2 separate regions of the Sus scrofa genome follow, and region 1 is linked to region 2. A link is a contact called in public Hi-C data. All regions are on one chromosome and are shown on one strand. Each heading gives the region's core, a stretch centred on a gene start, on an enhancer-like site or on the middle of the called end of the contact. The rest is flanking DNA. Distances are from core to core; before and after follow the strand shown. Region 1 holds the start of HMGCR (3-hydroxy-3-methylglutaryl-CoA reductase). Region 2 holds the start of GFM2 (ribosome-releasing factor 2, mitochondrial).

The links. Hi-C and Micro-C count contacts between places; a contact is called where the count stands out from the background.
Region 1: a contact with region 2 is called in a Hi-C map of skeletal muscle, with 6 times the contacts expected there. The contact joins the promoter of HMGCR here to the promoter of GFM2 in region 2. A contact is called at or near these places in 2 of 47 Hi-C or Micro-C datasets (embryonic fibroblasts and skeletal muscle).

Annotation. Positions count from the first base shown.
Region 1 is chr2:84,378,931-84,382,816 of Sscrofa11.1, reverse strand. HMGCR (3-hydroxy-3-methylglutaryl-CoA reductase) reads right to left here and starts at 2,572. Exons shown (of 20, transcript NM_001122988.1): 1 at 2,495-2,572.
Region 2 is chr2:83,842,457-83,846,695 of Sscrofa11.1, reverse strand. It overlaps GFM2 (ribosome-releasing factor 2, mitochondrial), which reads left to right and starts at 2,864. Exons shown (of 22, transcript XR_001307056.2): 1 at 2,864-3,039. NSA2 (ribosome biogenesis protein NSA2 homolog) reads right to left here and starts at 2,803. Exons shown (of 6, transcript XM_003123703.4): 1 at 2,616-2,803; 2 at 853-1,040; 3 at 610-760. The coding sequence starts at 2,618.

The DNA.
Region 1 (3,886 bases), core at 1,323-3,822, 540 kb before region 2:
CCCTTGTCTCAATTTAGAATATTTCATCTAATGTATTCACTATTAAAAAGTTAATTCAGTTGGACTAAAATCTGAACTACTAGCAGGAAGGCAACCCAATTTGGTCAAATAGGTTTAGCATTATTAATATATAGTTATATATTAGGGACATTATGTTTTCTCTCAAAAGCTTTAAGGTAGCAGCACTGTCAATTCTGGGACATTTCTTTCTTAGGTGTAAAGTTATCTTTGCAACATTCAGGGAAAGATATACACATGATCCCTTGAACCACCCCCAAACACAGAGCAATAAATACATTTGGAAATACAAAATGAGTAACCAAATACACAAAGGTGTGTCAAAGTAACCATAACTGCACACAATCTCATTTCTCATGGGTACCCTCCCTAGTTCCCTGTGATTGTGCAAAGCATTTAAATGCCATAGAATCTAATCTTCCAACTTCATCAGCAGTTTCAAGTGGCGCCAGACGGCTACAGGGACATCCATCTCACACAAATTCAAAAAACAATACTTAGGCCATGCTGCAATAAAAATAAATTTTAGTTTAAAAAAATCAAGCGAGGCAGTGCATGCCTTGCTTATTCAGACTGAAGTATGCTACACATTTCACAGATTATTCAAAAGAATGGATACTTTAAATTGAATCCTCCAACTCTAACCCAATATGCTAGGAAAACCACCTACTATGGCCAAATGCAGAAAAGGATGCCTTGGCATCCCACTCTAATTCATTCCCCCCACTCAGCACTCATTCCAGTGTTTGATTATACACTACCTTACATTGTCCTCAATTAATTGCTGTGTATGTTTTGTCTCTCTGAAGGCAAGAACCATGTCTTATACTGAGTCATTTTAAATTTCAACAGGATCTAGAATTCTCCTGTTCAACCTAGTATCCTAGGGGAAATAAATTCTCTCAGTGGAATCAGGAAACCGGAATCTACACCCAGTTTTATGACATGGAACCTCTTTGTGAGTAAGTCATATTTTTTTCTATGCACTTAAAAAGCTAGTGCTCCAGAGTTCTTTGACGAAGAAGTATTAAGTGAGCCATATGAAACTGCTATTTTTGCAGGGGGAAAATGGACACATTTCAAACATCAGGAATTTCATATGGTCAACCTAATCAGATACTGATCTAAGTGGTTATTGCTCCATGATATAGATCACGCAAGAATAAAAAGAACACATGCATACATGTGCACATGCGCACACTATCTTGAAATGCTCATGCCACCTCAACAGTTTTCACATGTTAATGATGTAATCTTTGCACATTTTTTAGTTTTCATATTACTAACTCCCATTTTTCTTTACTGCCAAGTTTATCACTAAATGGAAAGACACTACCACAAAGGAGGCCCTCAAAATCCAGTCTATCCCCAAAGTACACTCTGGGCCTTTGCTAGATTACCTCTAAATCATAAAATGTCTTTCACTGCACAGAGAGAAAAATAAATTCACGAGCAAACAAAAAATACATTCTCTACACTGCGGGATCTGAAATTATACAGAATTTATTTAGAATGGCCTGGAAATTAATGTTTCCCATGACTTCTCAGGACCAAGTCTAAGAAAGCATGTCCTCAAATCCGAAAAATCTCAAACGACCATTTAAGATGGAGTACATCAACCTCTTCCTACTGCAAAAATTGTCTGTTCTATTTTTGAACCTCCAAGGTATGTTTATCCTATTCAAAACCAAATATTTCCGGAAAACCTACTAGGTTTGGACTCAAGGAAATCAGCACCAAGGAGACTCTGCCCCTTAAAAAAAAAAAAAAAAAAAATCCTTTAGGATCCTTTGGTTGAGTCTCTACATTGGGCTCTGCATCCTCTCAATCCGTTTCTCCTGGAAATAACCGGGTGCATGTATGCAGATCTAAGGTTCTTTCAGACTCTGAGCTAGTCAGCATCATTTACGGGAAAAAAAGGTGCTGACGAACGGCAGCGCCAGGGCGTGAGCCTGGTGTGAACAGCACAGCCTGGGCGTGAACGCCCACACCTGACGGACAAGTCCTTTCCCCGAGATGCGGGCTCGGTTGTCCCGCAGCCCCCAGTATTTCTCGAATCTAGGGAATTCCGAGGTCACCCTGCCTGGCACTCTTTCCGCCTGGCGATCGTGACCCAGCGGCCAGCACCGCCGACTTCGGACAGAGCCGACTAACCCGGCCACACCCCGCCGGTCTACCGATGGTGACGGCAGCCCCTCGGAGACCTGCCCGCCTCACCCCCTCCGGCCCAGCCTGGCCAACGGGCTCCCCGGCATCGGTGCCGGCCGCGGCTCGGCCAGCTGCGCCTCAAGGACGTCTCCTCGCAGTCCCCGCGGGGCCGGGCTCCACTCCGGGCAAACCCACCAGCACAGTTCCCCCCGGGTCTGCAGGAGGTGCCGGCTTCCCCTTCCCAGGGCTGGACGGAGCTCGAAAACCTCCACCAACACGACCCTAATCAGCTCTCACCTACCGCCGCCCCGGCCACCGCCCTCCTCACCTCCTGGTTTCACTAGAGGACACAGACCCGGGAAGCCGGCGCTCCGCCCGTCTCCAGTCAACGGAGACGCGGAGCGGAAGGAACCTTCGTTGTACGCACGCTCGGAACCGGGCGAGTCTGCGACCAATAAAGAAGGATCGTCCGATCGTCTAGCCAATCATCTGGGGGTTGCTCGGCCTGACGGCGCTACGTCACGAACGGTCGCCTTAACAACCGCCCATAGCTCTCACCAGTGCAGAGAACTTGTACCGCACCATCTCTCACCACGGCTCGGCCAACCAATAGCCAGTCGAGTCCCAGCACCAGGGTCTGCCTATTGGTCAAAGAGACGTGGGGGCGCACGCATGGAAGCTGTCTAGGCGAAGACGATAGGGGATCTGGCTGGTGGAGTGTCCTACAGCCCAGGACCTGACCTGCGGTCACCCCGCCTGTGAAAGTACTATGGGAAGCAGTAGTAGCGAGCAGAATTGGAGCGTGCAGATAAACGCAGGGTCAGGTCAAGGATAGAAAACTCAATTACTCAGTGGAGAGTGGTGGAGGGAAGTGAAGGTGGCTCTGAAAAACGGTGTAATAAAAAAGGGAAGGTGGCAGAGAAGTTTAACCCAAATCTCAAGCAGACCCATATCTGAAATCTAAACCAACATTTTACTGTGACTTACCTGTTACTATAAATAGTGTAAATGGCTCCAGTCTTGAGGTCTCTGTCTCATTTCCTCCCATCTCCTTCTCTCCTTTTCTCCCTCTCTCCCTCCAGTGCAAGGCACTGGTTACAGATTTGAAATGTGCCTTCTTTGTCTTGTCTGCTTTCCCCTTGCCCCCTCCCTGCTGCAAGCCTTTATTATATCTTGCCTGAAATAATGCAACAGCCTCTCCTAACTGGTCTCTCCACTCTTAAGTGCTTCCACCTTCCAATCCTATTGTTCTGTAGATCTGCCACCAAACCATGGAGAGTTGCTCACAGTCTACTGGTTTAAAGAATCTGGGAACCCCAGTATGGCCCCACCCCATATTTCTTGTGTGTCTCTCACTGTGTCAACCTGAGTAACTGACCTTTTTTCAGTACATTCAGTACCTTTTTACCTCCCTCTTTATGTTCTCTTTGTTTGACGTAGATATGCCTGCACATTTTAATTGTTGAAATCCTAACTCCTTCAAGGACCATTTCATATGTCACCGCTTTTCCTGATTCCATCAGATACATATCATTCTCCCTACTGTAACCACCATTAACATGTCCATATTCTGTGACTTGTCTTAATAACTTTTTATGTGGAAATTTCTTAAGAGCAGGAACTGCAGTCCACTGAAACTTGAAACAGTCCCTGATACATATTATATACACTCAGTAGGAGTTTTAATAAACTTATCTTACTAAAATCTCATAATCCCTAG
Region 2 (4,239 bases), core at 1,615-4,114:
GCAACAGTGTATCCTTACTCTACTGCACAGGCCAGTGATCAAACCCATGCCTCAGTAGCAACCTGAGCCACCGCAAAGACAACACTATATCCTTAACCCACTATGCCACAGTGGGAACTCCCTAAATATTTTTTTAAAACTAAAGATGCATGGAATTCTAAAAAAAAAAAAATTTTTTTTGGAGTTCCTGCTGTGGCACAATGGGATGGGCTAGCGTTCTGGAGCACCAGGATGCAGGTTCAATTCCCAGCCCAGCATAGTGGGTTAAGGTTCAGGCTTTGCTGCACTTGCAGTTTAGGCCACAACTGCAGCTTGGATCTGATCCCTGGCCTGGGAATTCCATACGTCCTGGAGTGGCCAAAAAAGAAAAAAAAAAAATTTCTTTAAGTGCCACTGAATGTTCTGGTGATGAGAAAGCACTTCTTTAAATTATGTAAACATTTTATTAAAAATAAAATTTACAAAGGCTTCAACATCTAAATAATACAAAGAGTTGGACTTCAATTTTCCATTTAACTGAAGAAACAAACCAAGAACCTCAAATTTGAATTTAAATGATTCTCCTGAACAAGAACAACAAAAACAAAGACTTCAATTTTTATGGCTTACCGCTTTCTCTTTTCGTTTTTGTTTAATCATATTAGAAAGTACTTTAGCCCGAGACTGTCCCTCTCTGTCCAGTAGATATGCAGGTACTGCGCCTTGTGGAGTCTTTTCATCATTCTTCTGTTTGGTGTTTCTCTTTTCATGCATCTTAATACTACCAAGAAAGAAAAAGATTCAAGATTATCAGTTTTAATAACTATTACTCAAGAGACATTAACTTGGTACAACAAATAAATGATCACTTACGTCTTTTTCATTTGTATTTTCTCAGCATGGCGCTGTTTATGGTAGAGCTTAGCTTTCAGACCAATCATCTTTTTTGCCTTCTTTGAACGTTCATGGGCCTCTCGACCTTCCTTCTTCCTCTTTTTCTCATGGTAATCCAAACGATATCCATAGCGCTTACGGTGTAACTCAATATATTCATTTTGTGGCTATAATGATGAAAGAAGTGTTACTTTTTAAAAAAATTAATGACAATTATTCTAAAATATTTTCTCTTGAACAGCATAAGAAGTATAGAAAGTCCTATGGCATCCACTGTTCACTTGATTAAATTAATCTATTAATCCAATTCGCATGATGTAGGTTACATAAATTTTGATCCTGGATAACATGACACATCAGGATTAACATCTGTAATAATCTCAGTGGAAGTTACTGTGAAGGGAACTGTCTGAAATCCAATGGACCACAAATGGGACGATCTGATGCCAGAATCTCTCTTTTCTGAACATCAGTAACCTGGCTTTTCAATACCATCATTATTTGTATACTTTATTTGAAAATCTAAAATGTTATTCAGGTTTACTGAAGCATAATTTACATACATACAATGAAATGTGCCCTTCTGAGGTGTAGGTATAGAGTTATATAAGTTTTGACAAGCTGTACAGCTCTGTATTACCACAATCAAGATTAAAAATATTTCCAACACTCCTAAAATTTCCCTTGTCACTTTGAAATCAGTCCTCTTTTCCCACCTCCAACCTGATACCTATTGTTCTAGTTTTCCTTTTTCCAGAATGAAATGTAAATGGAATCTACAGTACAGACTTTTGCATCTAGTTTCTTTCACTTACCCCAAGGCTTGTCAGATTCCCTCAGGTTGTTGCACGTATCCTATTTCAACCCCTGTTACTGACAAGCAATCATTGGAGGATATACCACCATTTGTTTATTCATTTGTCAACCGATGGATACTTTGGCTGTTCTCAGTTTATAGTGAATAAATATTTGCACATAAGTCTTTCTGCAGACCTATGCTGAACTGTTTTCAAGGTGGCTGTATTATTGCTACGTTTCATTAGCAATGTATGGGATCCCTTTTTGCTTTTTAAGTGCATTTTTAATTTCACATGCCAATTTTGTTTTATTTTAAACACACCACCAGAGTCCATTTGTATTTTAAGACTAAAAAATAAAAGGTGTATACCCGACTCCAGCACGGAGAGTAAGTAACAATCAACAAAGTACTACGTTATCAGGTGTGGTGTTTTCAATATCATCGCTATTTGTACATTTTTACTTCTGTCACATAAACTTCGCAGCAACCGTGAAAAAGGTATGTGGAATGCCATTTTGTAGAGAAAAACATTAAACACAGAGCAGAAACAAAGTCTCTGGCAGTCTGTTGCGGCCTGTAAACCTGGCTCTGCAATTCATTAGCTGCTAGAGCTGAAGAGTGATGCGCGATTAAAGCCCGATTAAAGTGATTCCTATAGAGGAATCACAAGTCTCTGGCACTGATGGCCACACAACTTTGGGCGAAGCCAGGAATTTAACACAGTGAAACCTGTCAGGCTCCACAGCTCGTTCTCTGGTAAAAATTCTACTCTGTCCCAAAAGTGAAGTTTTCGCTGCACAGAGCGCACCTCAAAGTCCACCCTCATTCCTTCAGCAGCACCTCACTTCCGCCTACCACCCCTCACCGCCAGCCCGAGCCCCTGGGCCCCGCCACCTCTGAGGCTCTAGGACAAGAGTGCGAGTGCCGGAGGCGACCTCCTCACCATGGTGACGGCCGCCGAGCCACCCGGCGGAGCAGCGGGGACGAGAAGAAACTCTTAATTTTCGGATCTCAGAGATTCACCAGCCGACTCCACGCCGGCCGCGACAGGAAAGGGTCGCTTCTAGAACGACCGACCTCACAGAAAGCACAAAGCAGCCGTTCCGAGCCGTCGTTCTTCAGTTTCAGCTCGAAGGGCGGAAGTTGCTGGCCGGCGGCATTTGGGAGAGGTACCGCCGGAAGTGGTGAAGTGCCACGCCTGTGGAGGCGGAGCAAAAAAGGTTGAGGTTCCATTCACCGGTATTCCGGCGTTCAGGCAGGTAGGAGATAGTGACGTGAGGCCTTTGCAGGCGTGAGTGCCACCGGCACCTCTGCTCTCACCAGCCCGGCGGGGAAAGGCGGAAATACGGAATGCGACCGAATGCCAGGTGCGTACCGGGCCGCTTATTGCTACTCCAGCGTGCCTAGGACTATGCCCCACAGTGGCCACCGGCGACCTTCTAGGATGCTATAGCCAGGAAAATATGAGGACAGCAAGGTCTCGCCCTTATCACTCCCCAGCCCTGTGTCCGCCCACGTGTAGGCTTTTCTCTCTTTTAAGCGAGAGCGACTGATCTTTGCTCCTGTCGGCGTGTGTAATGTGTTCATGATTGAGAAGAATGACGAGGAATGAAAACTTATTGTAGAGGAAAGTAAAATTACTGGGTCTCTACTGTCAGAAAAGACAACGTCCTGTTTTCGGGGACTAATTTCTGAAATCCTGAGGACTTTTGGTGCACAGGACGATGTTGAGTGGATTTGTTTTAAGAAGATCCCTTCTTTTGGGGAGCTGATGGTAGTGGAGAAAACTTGGAAATGTATTTGGCATGAGTAAATATAAGTTCCAAGTGTTATGAAGCACAGAGAAGGAAGTAAATTTGTAGGAAATTAGCAAAGTCTTCTAAGCTGGGCCTTGAAGATCAAATAGAAATTTACCAGGTGTGTGGCATTGTCAATTCCAGGACTGCTTTCAGGCAGTGGTGTCAAGATGTCAGAGCATGGTGTATCTGGGGAATTTTGGTGGGAGTTGCTGGTATAAGGTAGGGTACAAGGCTGTGAAGGTAGTTTGGATCAGATTTGTTATATTAAGAAACTTTACAAGAGTTCCCCCTGTGGTGCAGTGGGTTAGGGACTTGACTGCAGTGTGGGGTGGCCCTCTGAGGCTACGGTTTTATTCTCAGCCAGTCATGTCACTGAGCATGTCCCTGTGGGGCTCCTGGGCACAAAAGCCTTTCTCTATCCCCCCTTTCTTGTTTTTAGGAAATGGGCCTCATTCAGCCTCCCCTGATTCTCCCTAAGTTCCAAGGGACAGGTTCAGACAGTTGATCATCAGGGAAGGAAAGGGATACAAAGACAAGGGAGGAGCAATCAAGAAACATTAGCCTTGGGGCAGGATCCTGGTTCCCTCTCAAGGGATACACATAATTATATAGGGATCTTATATACCGAAGAGAAAAGTTATATTCCTTCCGCTTTTTTTTAGAAGTGAATACTTTAAAATTGAACAGCTTAAAGTCCTTCCTTGTCCTTCTCACTGGCTTGATTGCATTCTGAACACAGTCACCTGTAAGCTAAAGATTAGGCACCCT